Regions from separate parts of the Drosophila melanogaster genome. Here region 1 is linked to region 2. A link is a contact called in public Hi-C data. All regions are on one chromosome and are shown on one strand. The core of a region is the stretch at or near the end of the contact, and the rest is flanking DNA. Distances in the headings are between cores, read along the strand shown. Region 1 holds the start of Nup153 (Nucleoporin 153kD). Region 2 holds the start of CG8191.

What was found. Hi-C and Micro-C count contacts between places; a contact is called where the count stands out from the background.
Region 1: a contact with region 2 is called in a Hi-C map of the Kc167 cell line, with 2.1 times the contacts expected there. The contact joins the promoter of Nup153 here to the promoter of CG8191 in region 2. A contact is called at or near these places in 24 of 107 Hi-C or Micro-C datasets (the D17-c3 cell line, the Kc167 cell line, the OSC cell line and 10 more) and 1 of 6 datasets of contacts at active chromatin or transcription factors (the Kc167 cell line).

What each region holds. Positions count from the first base shown.
Region 1 is chrX:16,596,024-16,601,801 of dm6, forward strand. It overlaps Nup153 (Nucleoporin 153kD), which reads left to right and starts at 3,218. Exons shown (of 8, transcript NM_132908.5): 1 at 3,218-3,616; 2 at 3,701-4,290; 3 at 4,357-4,872; 4 at 4,931-5,175; 5 at 5,353-5,778. The coding sequence starts at 4,132. CG9784 reads right to left here and starts at 2,473. Exons shown (of 1, transcript NM_132907.3): 1 at 1-2,473. The coding sequence starts at 2,219. The coding sequence ends at 693.
Region 2 is chrX:15,730,550-15,736,062 of dm6, forward strand. It overlaps CG8191, which reads left to right and starts at 1,629. Exons shown (of 1, transcript NM_132832.3): 1 at 1,629-3,114. The coding sequence starts at 1,642. The coding sequence ends at 2,679. HUWE1 (HECT, UBA and WWE domain containing E3 ubiquitin protein ligase 1) reads left to right here. Exons shown (of 20, transcript NM_001298363.1): 18 at 1-153; 19 at 228-418; 20 at 496-1,386. The coding sequence ends at 598. It overlaps CG12379, which reads right to left and starts at 3,447. Exons shown (of 2, transcript NM_132833.3): 1 at 3,162-3,447; 2 at 2,673-3,004. The coding sequence starts at 3,374. The coding sequence ends at 2,693. MagR (Magnetic receptor) reads left to right here and starts at 3,721. Exons shown (of 5, transcript NM_132834.2): 1 at 3,721-3,903; 2 at 4,004-4,057; 3 at 4,550-4,625; 4 at 4,698-4,772; 5 at 4,840-5,231. The coding sequence starts at 3,820. The coding sequence ends at 4,943. It also overlaps Arp6.

The DNA of each region.
Region 1 (5,778 bases), core at 1,968-4,467, 870 kb after region 2:
AAATCTTTCGTAAGTTGAGCTGGTTGGTTTAGAATCATGGTTAAAAAGTTCACTTTTCTCTTTTTTGTTATTCAAAAAATTAAATACAATTTGCCTACATTAAATAGTAGTTAAATGAAGATAAAATTATATTCATACTTTGCTACTCTATTCAATATAATACCTTTTCTCTATATATTTCACTTGAGAGGCATTCAAAAATATCACTTTTCAGACTCCGGTTTCTGCCCATTTTGGCTTAGAGCTCTCACCTGGCTCTCATCAATAAGTTTTTGCCTGTTACTGGCAACAGGGTGTGTCATAGTGTAGATGTGTGACAGTGAATGTGGCGTAATTAACCTTTTGACAAACCGGTTAAATACAAATATCTAGTGCCATGACACCGTACAAATAAAAATAACAAAATGACAGCAGAGCAAATAGAACATATGTATGCAAACGAAAAAGCGGGATTCATTCAGGGCGGGAATAGGTGGAATTGGTAGTAAACACAAATATTATTGGTTCGATAATTATGTATAATTACATATGTATGTATTAACGTATTTTGGAGGGGGGGAGAGGAGAGGAGGCGCTGAGTCAACAGCTAACAAGCAAACTTAACACGGTCACATGAGGTCAATAAAATTAGATCAACACGGCGGTTATGGAAACAGAGACTAAAGAATAAAGATATCCAGAGCCTCGGCTAGCTAGTCAACATGGTACTCCGTCCGATGGGGCGAGCCGTGCCGCTTCTCCGCCACAAAGACACCACTGACGCCGGCCAAACTGGTCACGCCCCGGACTCCGGTGCTGCGGAAATATATCAACAGGTATTGCTCGCCGTGACGCAGTTCCACATCGTCGGCGAAATCTAGCCGCACCAACTCTTGGGCATTAGCCTCCTGATGGCGACGCTGTCGCTGGCGATTCCTGTGATGATGCCGACCCCTTCGATGATGCGAGGGCGTCTCAAACGGATCCGGTTGGTGATTGGAGTCCGAGGATGAGGGCGACTCAGCCTGATTGACATACTCGTAGGCTACGTAATCCGCCAAACTGGCGTACTCCGACGGAAAGATGCCAATCCAGTCGTTGGACCCCTCGTCGAACTCTGCCTGCTTGTGATACTCCACCGTGTTCTCGTCCCCAATCTTCCAGAGCGACAGAGGCGAGAACACCACGCCGGGCGCCCGTACATTCGGGTAGAGCTTGATGGTAAAGTCACTGGTCACCGGCTTGTGATCACTGATGGTGTACAGGGGATGGGACTTATACGAGCATTGCTCAATGGATAGCTGCATGCCGGGCTGCCGGTTCAGTGGCTGCACGGCGTACATTATCCGATCCGTCCAGGCTGGCCGCCGCTTCAGGTCGTACTCGGAGGTGCCCTCGCGGAACTTGAAGGTGGGCGGAAAGGCGGGCAGTCGCTCCTGCAGAACCTGAAAGGCCAGCTGCGACTTCTCGCGAACTTGATACAATTGATCCCGCTGGATAAGGGCCTCGTGCTGGGACTCATCGCGTACCAACTCGCGCACTTCCGTCGAGGAATCGCTGCCCTGCAGTCGGAAGTTCAGATCGCCAAACCAGAAGACATAGTCGTGATCGTAGATCTCCCTATACCGCTTGACGTGGTAGTGATGGTTCTCCAGTATCTGCTTGTAGTCCTCGATGCGCTCGTCCATCATATGGTCATGGGCAGTCAGATGGGCCACCACAAAGGCCAGTCCGCAGCCGTAAAGGGTGAACCTGACACTGACGGCGCCCTTGTTGCCCCAAATGCCACCGAAACCGGTCCTCGTGAACTCCGCCTCGATGTCCTGCAAGTGCTCAACGTGCTGCCGCCTCACGAACATGCTGAGCAGCAGCCCCTGCATCTGCTCGGTCTTTACGGCCACATAGTCGTAGTTGCGTAGCAGTTCCTTAGCCTTGTGCGTCCACGGATCCTCCTTGAACAGTCCCAACACCTGTTGCTGCGGCTGGGCATTGACCTCCTGGAGCCCCAACGCATAGATGTCCGGCAAGTGGGCATTAGTCTCCTTCGTGTCCTTATCCACCGTCACATCCTGCAGTCCCAGCAGATGGCGGAGGGATATGTTATCCGGAAATCGACTGCCCACATTCCAGGTGACCACATATACCCGGTAAGTTTCCAGCTGTTGCTTCCCTTTGCCCTTCGATCCGTCCGGCTCCGAGTCCGGAATCTTGGGTGTCTTGCTAGCCTCCGTTTGGCTCATTGTTGCTGGACTTGACAAATCGAAGAGATTAACCCAACTGGCTGCTCACAGCAATCAAGTTGTTTACCCAACCGATTAAGGTTTTATTGTGTAAGTCGATTCTTTATGCCTTTGTGGATTTTGTTGCTCCAATCTGGGTTGCTGGTTAAGTTGGGTGGTGAACAGCGGCGAGGGCGGTCGGTAATTGCTGAAAATATTGCAGCACAAATAGTTTTTAACACTTGTTTGCCCAGCAGCAGCAACAACAACAACTGTGCTACAACAACACGACGAACACAATAACAACAACTAGGGATGGCAAAACTGAGAAGATGACGATATCGACTAGCGGTATTTATTTTCCAGCCCTAAAAATGTAAATTTCTTAGACGTTAAGAGGTAACATATTTGATTCATCTAGTAGTAAATTCAAGTTGTTTTAAAATGGCTTGCTAAAATTGAACCAAAACAATATGGTTTCCCCTATAACCCATTTTTTAAGATTTATTTAACATTTATACTGTATAATTTCTTTGTCATATTTGCACCTTAATAAGGGCTTTTATATTTGGCGCTCATATTATGTTCGTTTATTATATTTGCTTTATTTCTAATGCAGAATCTGTGGTCACTCTAGCACTCGCTGAATTTTAACTCGCTGGAAATTCTTTTTAGGACAACTATCGATTAACATTAGTACAGTATTTAAACTTTTGCATTATCACACAGCCAAGTAAAAACCTAAACAAATACCTCACTCCAACTTAAAGATACAAACGAGAATTCCTTTTAGTCAATGCAAATGCTTAGTATTCAAATGACAACACAAGCAAATGGTTACATATGTTATAAGTCGCACTTGAAGCGGTTCTTGAGTAATAAGCCCGTATGGCAGTTCATCACCAATTAAAAATATTTAATAATTACAGACTTCCAAACCGTAAACGTGCATGTAACCGATAGCTGCAGGCAACGTATCGATTAGCACACGCTGCCCGACACGCCGATAGTATCTGACAAACATCGATTTTGGTTCCAGCTCTACTTTGTGGCCACACACGCGTTTTTTCCCCAATCAAATCGTGCTCTTTTGAAATTCTGTTTCTTGCAAATCGGTGGTGCGTGTTCTCGTGCAACAATGGAAAACCTGAATGCGACCAGCGGCAAATGTTAAATTGCAATTAAAAGTGTGGATTTCGCGGCGGTAAAACGCCAAAATTCGTACCGAATCGCTGCGCGCGTGTGTGTGTGAGCAGAGCGTGAAGAAGAGGAACGAAGAATTGCGAAAGCAGTGTGTGCGGAAGAAGTGGAAGAAGCACAAAGACAAAAGGAAGGTGAAAATATATCAAATATATATCAAATCTATCCGGCAAAAGTAAAACAAATATTGAAGAAAACGGGCGGCATGCTGGAAAGCGGTAAGGGCAAAGCCAAAAGCAAGAACCTCGAGCGCTTCGCCCGAATTCGGTATTCAATCCTTTTTCCCGCCTCTAATTTTGCAGTGCTTGTGCCCAGAATTTGCTCTTCATTGGTGGCCAAGAAGTCAAATCCTGATCAAACGCGACCAGTTTGTGGCGCCAAACAGAATATTATTTAAAAATATCGCGGCGTGTGTAAAACCTCGGCGAAACGCGAACAAAAAAAACCACGACGGCGTGCGTAAGCGCACTCACACCTTTGCACACGCACAGACAGAGAGAGAAGGCAGGATAGAGAGTGAGAACGAAGCGAGTGAGCGAACATTATCCGCACCTACACATACAAACTAGCTCGCAGGAATTGCAACAGTGTGTGCTTTTTTTTTGGTTTTTTTTTTTACTTACGTTTTTTGTTGTGTGTGCGGCAACGCTTCTTTTTCGCGTTTTTTTTGCATCTCTCTTTTGTGCCGTTGCTTCGCCGGCTAAAAAGGTGAGTCTGAATCTAAAGCGGCATAATGGAGGATGCACAGGAGCAAAGGGAATCCTCGCAAGCCGAATTGGCCAAAAAGCATCCGCTGACGCCGCTCAAGGAGCTGCCTGAAGAAAGCGAGGAGGAGGAGGAGGAAGAGGATGAATCCTCGGCGGGAGCCCTACGGGAGTCTGACAGCAACAACGTAAGTACAGTCGACGATAACTTGGTTCCCATCAAATATCCAACTTCCGTGCAATTGCAATTGCAGTCCATCATGGGGAAGATGAAGATGCGCGTGTCCAGCATTCTGCCCGCCTCCTTGAGCGGTTGGTTTTCGCCGTCGTCCAAAGATGGGAACGATGCCTTATCCTCCCCAGCTAATCTCCGCCAGTCACAGCCACGCCAGTCCAATGGACGCCTCACTACCAAGCGGAAACGAGGACGCCGTCGGATAATGCTAGCCGAAGTGGATGCCGATGCAGCCGATGATCTTGATGACGGCTCCGATGCCAAAGGCCTCAACTATGAGGAGGTGGCCCTGGCCGACAACATAGCCGAACACGACCTGGCCGCCGAGGATGAACAGACGCGGCGGAGCGAGTACAATGTGTTCCTGCTGCGCAAGCGAGCCGGGGCTGTTGCAGCTGCCGGCGGTGACGAGGATGAGGCCGAGGAGGATGAACTGGAAGAGGACGACGAGGATGGCGATGAGGAGGATGACGATGAAGAGCAGGAGAATCTCCAACAGTCCGCCGCCGTGCAGACCAAGCGTCGACGCCTGGAGGTAAGATCACATCTTCAATCCTGTCTACATTTCCCAACTAATCTTGAATCCCTTTCAGCTGGAGACCCCCGTCAATTTGCCGAACATGCGTCGTCTGCCCCTTTTGTCATCCACGCCTGCTGCTCCGCTCGCGGCTGCCACCAGCTCCTCCAGCTCCCAGATGTACAAGGGCGTCAGCCACATTGCGCCACATCGGCGCAATCACCTCAATTTGTATGGTAGTCAACGGCAGCGCGAACCCGCGTACAACTTTTTCACGGGCAACGAAGCTGCCGAGGGAAGCACCGGGGATCTGCCACACAGGTATGTTACTGCAGTCATGCTTACTAAAAGTGTTAATATGGAATTCAAAAAGATAACTACCTTAGAGCTCGTTTCAAACAAACTCAAATTTGGGCGTTGCATAGCCAGGCTATTGCCAAGACGAAAAAGAAGAAAACCTTAGTGAAAATTATAAGGCAATCATTTAAATCATTTTAGCATCCGCCGTTCACTGAACATACCTTTCGGAGGCAGCAGCACCGCTACCAGCTACAACAACAGCCTATCCAGCCTTCCTAACCACAAGCGACCATCGCTCATAGGCAAGCAAACCCATCGACGCGATCTTACCATGGATGAGACGGGGACTGGCCCGGCCATGAGTTCGGAAGAACATCTCAATCATTTGCTGAGAATAAGCAGGACCAACAACAATACTAGCAACAATAATAATAATAATAATAACAACAACAATGTCATTGAGACAAAAACAAGACGAAGTGAACTGTCTGCGGCCGCAGGAGGTTGCGGTGATTCGCAGTCCGAGAGCGATATGAACGAATACCACGACAATGGTGAAGGGCACGACGGACTTCGTCCGTCGCATTACAACAGCAACAGCAATTTAGAATTTTACGGAAATCT
Region 2 (5,513 bases), core at 379-2,878:
CTTGAAGGCTTCTACGACATTATTCCAAAGCATTTAATTTCGATATTCAACGAACAGGAACTGGAACTTCTCATATCCGGCCTGCCGGATATTGACATTGAAGATCTAAAGGCGAACACCGAGTACCACAAGTACACCTCTAAATCGGCGCAGGTGAGACCATGATTGTGCATCTTCCTCCATCCTCCATCCCTCTCTAAACCATGTATTTTTTACCCATTCATTAGATTCAATGGTTCTGGCGTGCACTGCGTAGCTTTGACCAAGCGGACCGCGCCAAGTTCCTGCAATTCGTCACTGGCACATCGAAAGTGCCGCTGCAGGGCTTCGGCTCGCTGGAGGGCATGAACGGGATTCAAAAGTTCCAAATCCATCGGGACGATCGATCCACTGATCGCTTGCCCTGTGCACACACCTGGTGAGTAGGGATCCACAAGTCGCATGAATTGTTTGCAATGTCATAGACCGTATTAACTTACCCATCTCTGATTGCAGCTTCAACCAACTGGATCTGCCCATGTACAAGTCATACGACAAGCTGCGGAGCTGCCTGCTGAAGGCCATACACGAGTGCTCCGAGGGCTTTGGCTTCGCCTAAGGTGCGACAACTGTGACGGCAGCTTCAAGCACCAGCCGGCAGAGCCACCAGTAACCAACAAACCATGGACGCAACACTATTCCTACAACGCCCTCAAATACACGGGTGCAACGATGAGAAATGCATAATTGATTTGAATTGAACAGAACAGAAGAGAACAGAACAGCCACTGCAAATTTGCGATAGCGGCAACAGAAACTGCATACATAAACAGTACATATAGTTATATAGTATATATAAAAATGTTGAATTAATTATTAATTTTCGCGCCTATATATATATACAATATATATTTTCTTAAATTTTCAAAAGAAAACGGAAGAAAACTAAGGAAACCTAACAAAAAAAAATATAAAATATAAAACTGATACAGACGCGAAAAGTATATTCGATTTAAAATTCTCTGCGCAACTCATCTTTTTTTTTATTAATTTTTTGGAATCTATCTCTGTCGTTTTGCACATTTTTATCAAAAGAAAAGGATTTATATAAAGAAAAAAAATACACTGACACATTTTCATTTACCCAAACGCGAAACCGAATAGAAAAGGATTAAACGTAGTTTATAGATCGCAAATGCACATAAACAGATTACACACTTGGGTTACTTGTTTACTTAAGTGAATGTACGTACCGAAGATAAAGGGAAGCAACAGAAAAAATATTTAAATGGATTAAAGTATTTTGATGTAAGAGATAAGTCCTTATGTTAATGCATTTTATGTTTACCTTTGAAATAATGAGACGCAGATGTAACTTAAAGAATGTGGAATAAAGAATAAGCTCATTTATCACAATAAATTTTCAGAAATCACTTCACATGCTCATTATAAATGCGGCTGGAAAGGATGGGTACGCCATATATATAAATAAATACATATATAAGGTCTTAATGTCGATCTCATTTAATTTGGGCGCCTTTCAATTTGAAATTCGATTCTATCGCAACGGGCAACGACAGATCGATATCTCATGCACAGCAAACCGATCGACATTATCGATTGTGACATCGAATTTTCGGACAGCTGACAGCTGCAGTCCGTATGGATTTGTTTATCCGAAAAGAACTGAGCCTATCCACGAGCAGCGTGCTTGAAGATGTGGCGCCGCACTGTCTCAAGCTACTCACATGGCTGCACGATTGTCAGGAGGAGATGCACTCCGAGCACCGCCATCTGCGACTGAGCCAATCCGTTGTGGAATCCCTGCTAAAGGCTCACCTGTACCTGTTCGAGTGCTATGATCGCTTCGGGCAATCGCTGGCCGAACGCTGCGATTGCCGTGGCTTCTTCGCTAGCTGCTCTGCATTGGTGGATCGACGGAAGTGTATTCGTGAGCTGTGTACCACCATCGTGAACACACGAAAGGGAGAAACTCATGCACCACTGCTTCATCTTTCGCATCGAACGTTGGCCGAGATTCAGCCTGCGTGGAGTGAGATCGGTGATTTGGACTGGTCGGCAATACGCCAATCGGATGCGCTTTCTTCCAGCGATTTTATCAATCCCGATCTTCAGCAGATGCGACGGCTAGTCAAGCGGATTGGCCGCTTATCCAGCCTTGAGGACATGCAGACCGCAATAAAGCGCTCCATGGAGCTGATTGAGTACCAGGTGTGGCTGCAGCTTTTTAGGGAGCCAAAGGACAGCGAAATTCACAAGGATTGCTACCTAATGCGCCACATGATCTGTGACACTTTATCGGAGGGCGGATCTACCGCTTGCACCGGCTTCCTGCACAATATCTTTCTGTTCGTATCGCAATCCGCCAATGAGATGAGATTCTGGGCCAGTATGGAGCATGTACGTCTGGCCGGCAGCCTTATTGCCTACCTAATCGACCATTGGAATCGCCACCTGCCCTACCTAGACTTGGATGAGATGCAATTGACCGCTGATGCACCAGTCACGGCTGTCTCGCAGCTGCCCGTGAACGAGGCCACATACATAACCTACCTGATGCTGGCCACCGGATCCATATGTCGCCGGCAGTTCGCCCAGCAGCTGCGTGCCCAACTACCCCCCAATTCCTGGACACATTTGCTGGAGCTGCTAAATAAAGTGGCATTCGTTTTCACTTAACTACACTACGAGTTTAATCATGTTTCGGCAAAAACTCGCAGTTGCCATCGGTCAGGCGAACCACCTTCTCGCCCTTCTCGGCCAGGATCTCCTCGATGTTGCGCTTGCCGTCCAGATCTGTGAACCAGTTCAGATTGTCGGCGATCAGGTGGTGATTGGAGCAGCCCTCGCAGGTCACGATAACAACGCCGCGTTGGTATGCCAGCTTCGAAATGGTCTTCATGTTCCGGGTCTGGCACACCTTGCAGGTGTAGATCAGCTGCATCTTGGCCTCCAGTTTCGCCAGAGGAATGCTATTCGTGGCCACCGTCTTGTCCGCATCGTCCTGGGAGCAGAGCAAAATAATTATACTTAACTTTTTTGTTATACATAATTTTAAATATTGCATTCCATTTATAATATTTTAAATTACAAATGTAAATAACATTATTTAATATCAATTGGGTAGTTTATTTGTATTTACAACTGATTTCCAAACATACCACTGGCTTACTGCAGTGTATACTGCGGCAAATGCACGTGTAGTTGTTGCTGCTGCTAAAAACAGCTGTTTGTGTTTTGGTTGCAAAGTGATGCACTTGCAACTGCAATTGTGGACTATTTAAAGCATCAATTTGTGTTCTTCGGGAACTGGTAAGTAGTGCGCCTCTTCTCACACCTGCGCTGATTTTATAAAATTTTTTTAGGGCGGACATATCCTCGATTTTGTTGATATTATTTAACTCAATCGAAAAGTGTGAAATTCATTTAAACTTAGAGATGGCACCTCCTTTCATTTCAAAACTAGTCGCGAGTCACGATTTTAAAAAGTTACTATAGCTGTCACTGGTGCTGATAAAATTTGCTGTAACTCACAGACATTAAAACCAATTGTTAATATAAATTCTACTGTGAAATATTAAGTTAAGTTATTAATGAAGTCCACCTGGACTCTGGGGCTTAAAAATAACTTATTTTTCAAACAGGTAGTAACCGTTTCTCCGCTATCCCGTGACACTGCCAATCGATGACATCTGTTAATGCCATCTCACGTGATACTATCGACAGTACTATCGACCATCTGGTAGTAAGCACTCATATTTTCGAATTTTTTTTGTGGAAATTCTCGAGTCAAACAAATTATATAAAGGGCACGAACCGATGGCGACACGTGTGGTGGCAACGGCGACAGTGCGGGCGGTGAAAGGCCGGAAGTTAATCCCGACGCGGGCCGCTCTGACTCTGGTAAGGAAACCAAAACCTGGTGAAATCGGCGCATGCTGCTGCTGATGAAGTAACAGTCCCCTTCGATCTGATGATTCTGATCTCCCCCAATCCTTTTCAGACACCCGCGGCGGTGCTACGCATCAAGACGCTTCTGCAGGACAAGCCGGACATGGTGAGTGACTGCTGACAAGTTGTCATCGAACCAAGGCTACACTTTAGTGGGCATTCTATCGCCTTCCACGATTGAGATCTTGATAATCTCGCCTAGCTCTTTAAAGGTTCCCGTGCATGTTATTTAAGTTTTAGCACTGGTTGCATGGAGTATAGGAAGTTCGCAAGAGGGCTTCTTCAAGCATTATATTTGACAATAGGCTTTTTCCTCAGTCAGTCATATATTTTAGCGCAAATTATTAGCTATAAATATAAGCCATGCTAACTAATTCGGCCTGCGTTAATCAGCTAGATTTTCCAAATTTTGACCCGACCAAATTTTGATGAGCATGTTTATCTTGTTGTTAATCATTTAGTTTTTAAGTGATTAAATTCTTTGAATTGAGACAGACTTATTAGAATACCGAGTTCTTTGTCTTTGGTCAATAAACAAGGCTGCCTATAAATTAGCCACACAGTTAATGACAGAAATTCGATGTTGTTTCTGCCACAGGTTGGCCTAAAGGTGGGCGTACGGCAGCGAGGATGCAATGGTCTGTCCTACACGCTGGACTATGCCAGCCAAAAAGGTAAGCCACTCTGGACAGAATGTTGTTCGGTGGAGATCTAATGCTGCGTTCTGTGTCGATTTTTGCCAGCAGACAAGTTGGATGAGGAGGTGGTCCAGGATGGCGTCAAGGTCTTCATCGACAAGAAAGCGCAGTTGTCGCTGCTGGGTAAGTTCATACCAGCTTAGCATAGCATTGGACAAGCCAGCTAATACAGAGTATAATTCGCTTGCAGGTACCGAGATGGACTTTGTGGAATCGAAGCTGTCCAGCGAGTTCGTGTTTAACAATCCGAACATTAAGGGCACATGCGGCTGCGGCGAATCGTTCAGCATGTAAACCGATGGAGATCCGGAGGAGATCCGCCGGCACCCGCCTCGCAGACAGACCTAAATTAACTAAGTTAAATGCAGTACGCGGCCCGACCTTGTATCTCATTACGTTGTTGGCAAAAGCACCGCATCCTTTGTAAATTTTACTTCGCAAACGAATTCTAAATATTAAGTTGTGTTCTATAGTTAAATTTTAGTTGTAGCGCTAGGTAAGTGACGCACCCGCTTCCTTGCCGCAGGCTGGCAGTTTGTCCTCTTTAGCCCTAGTTCAATATATAGACAAGGAATGTTCTAGAAAACCCATGTGCAAATCAAGTTTATTATTGAAAAAATACTTCGACTACGTGCATGTTACCGCTGATTGATACCCTGGAAACCGTACTCCTCGTAGTCGTCTTGCGTGTAAACAAACTCTTCAAAGTTGGGGCTGGTCGCAACCTCCTTGCCGCCGTACCACGCGTACCGCACCGGATCCTCGGGACAGATGAGTGACACTTCAAGATCGTCGGGCACCAGGGCACGTAAATCGCGCTTTAGGCGCGGCAGAAATCCCGGAAACTGGGCACTGCCGCCCACA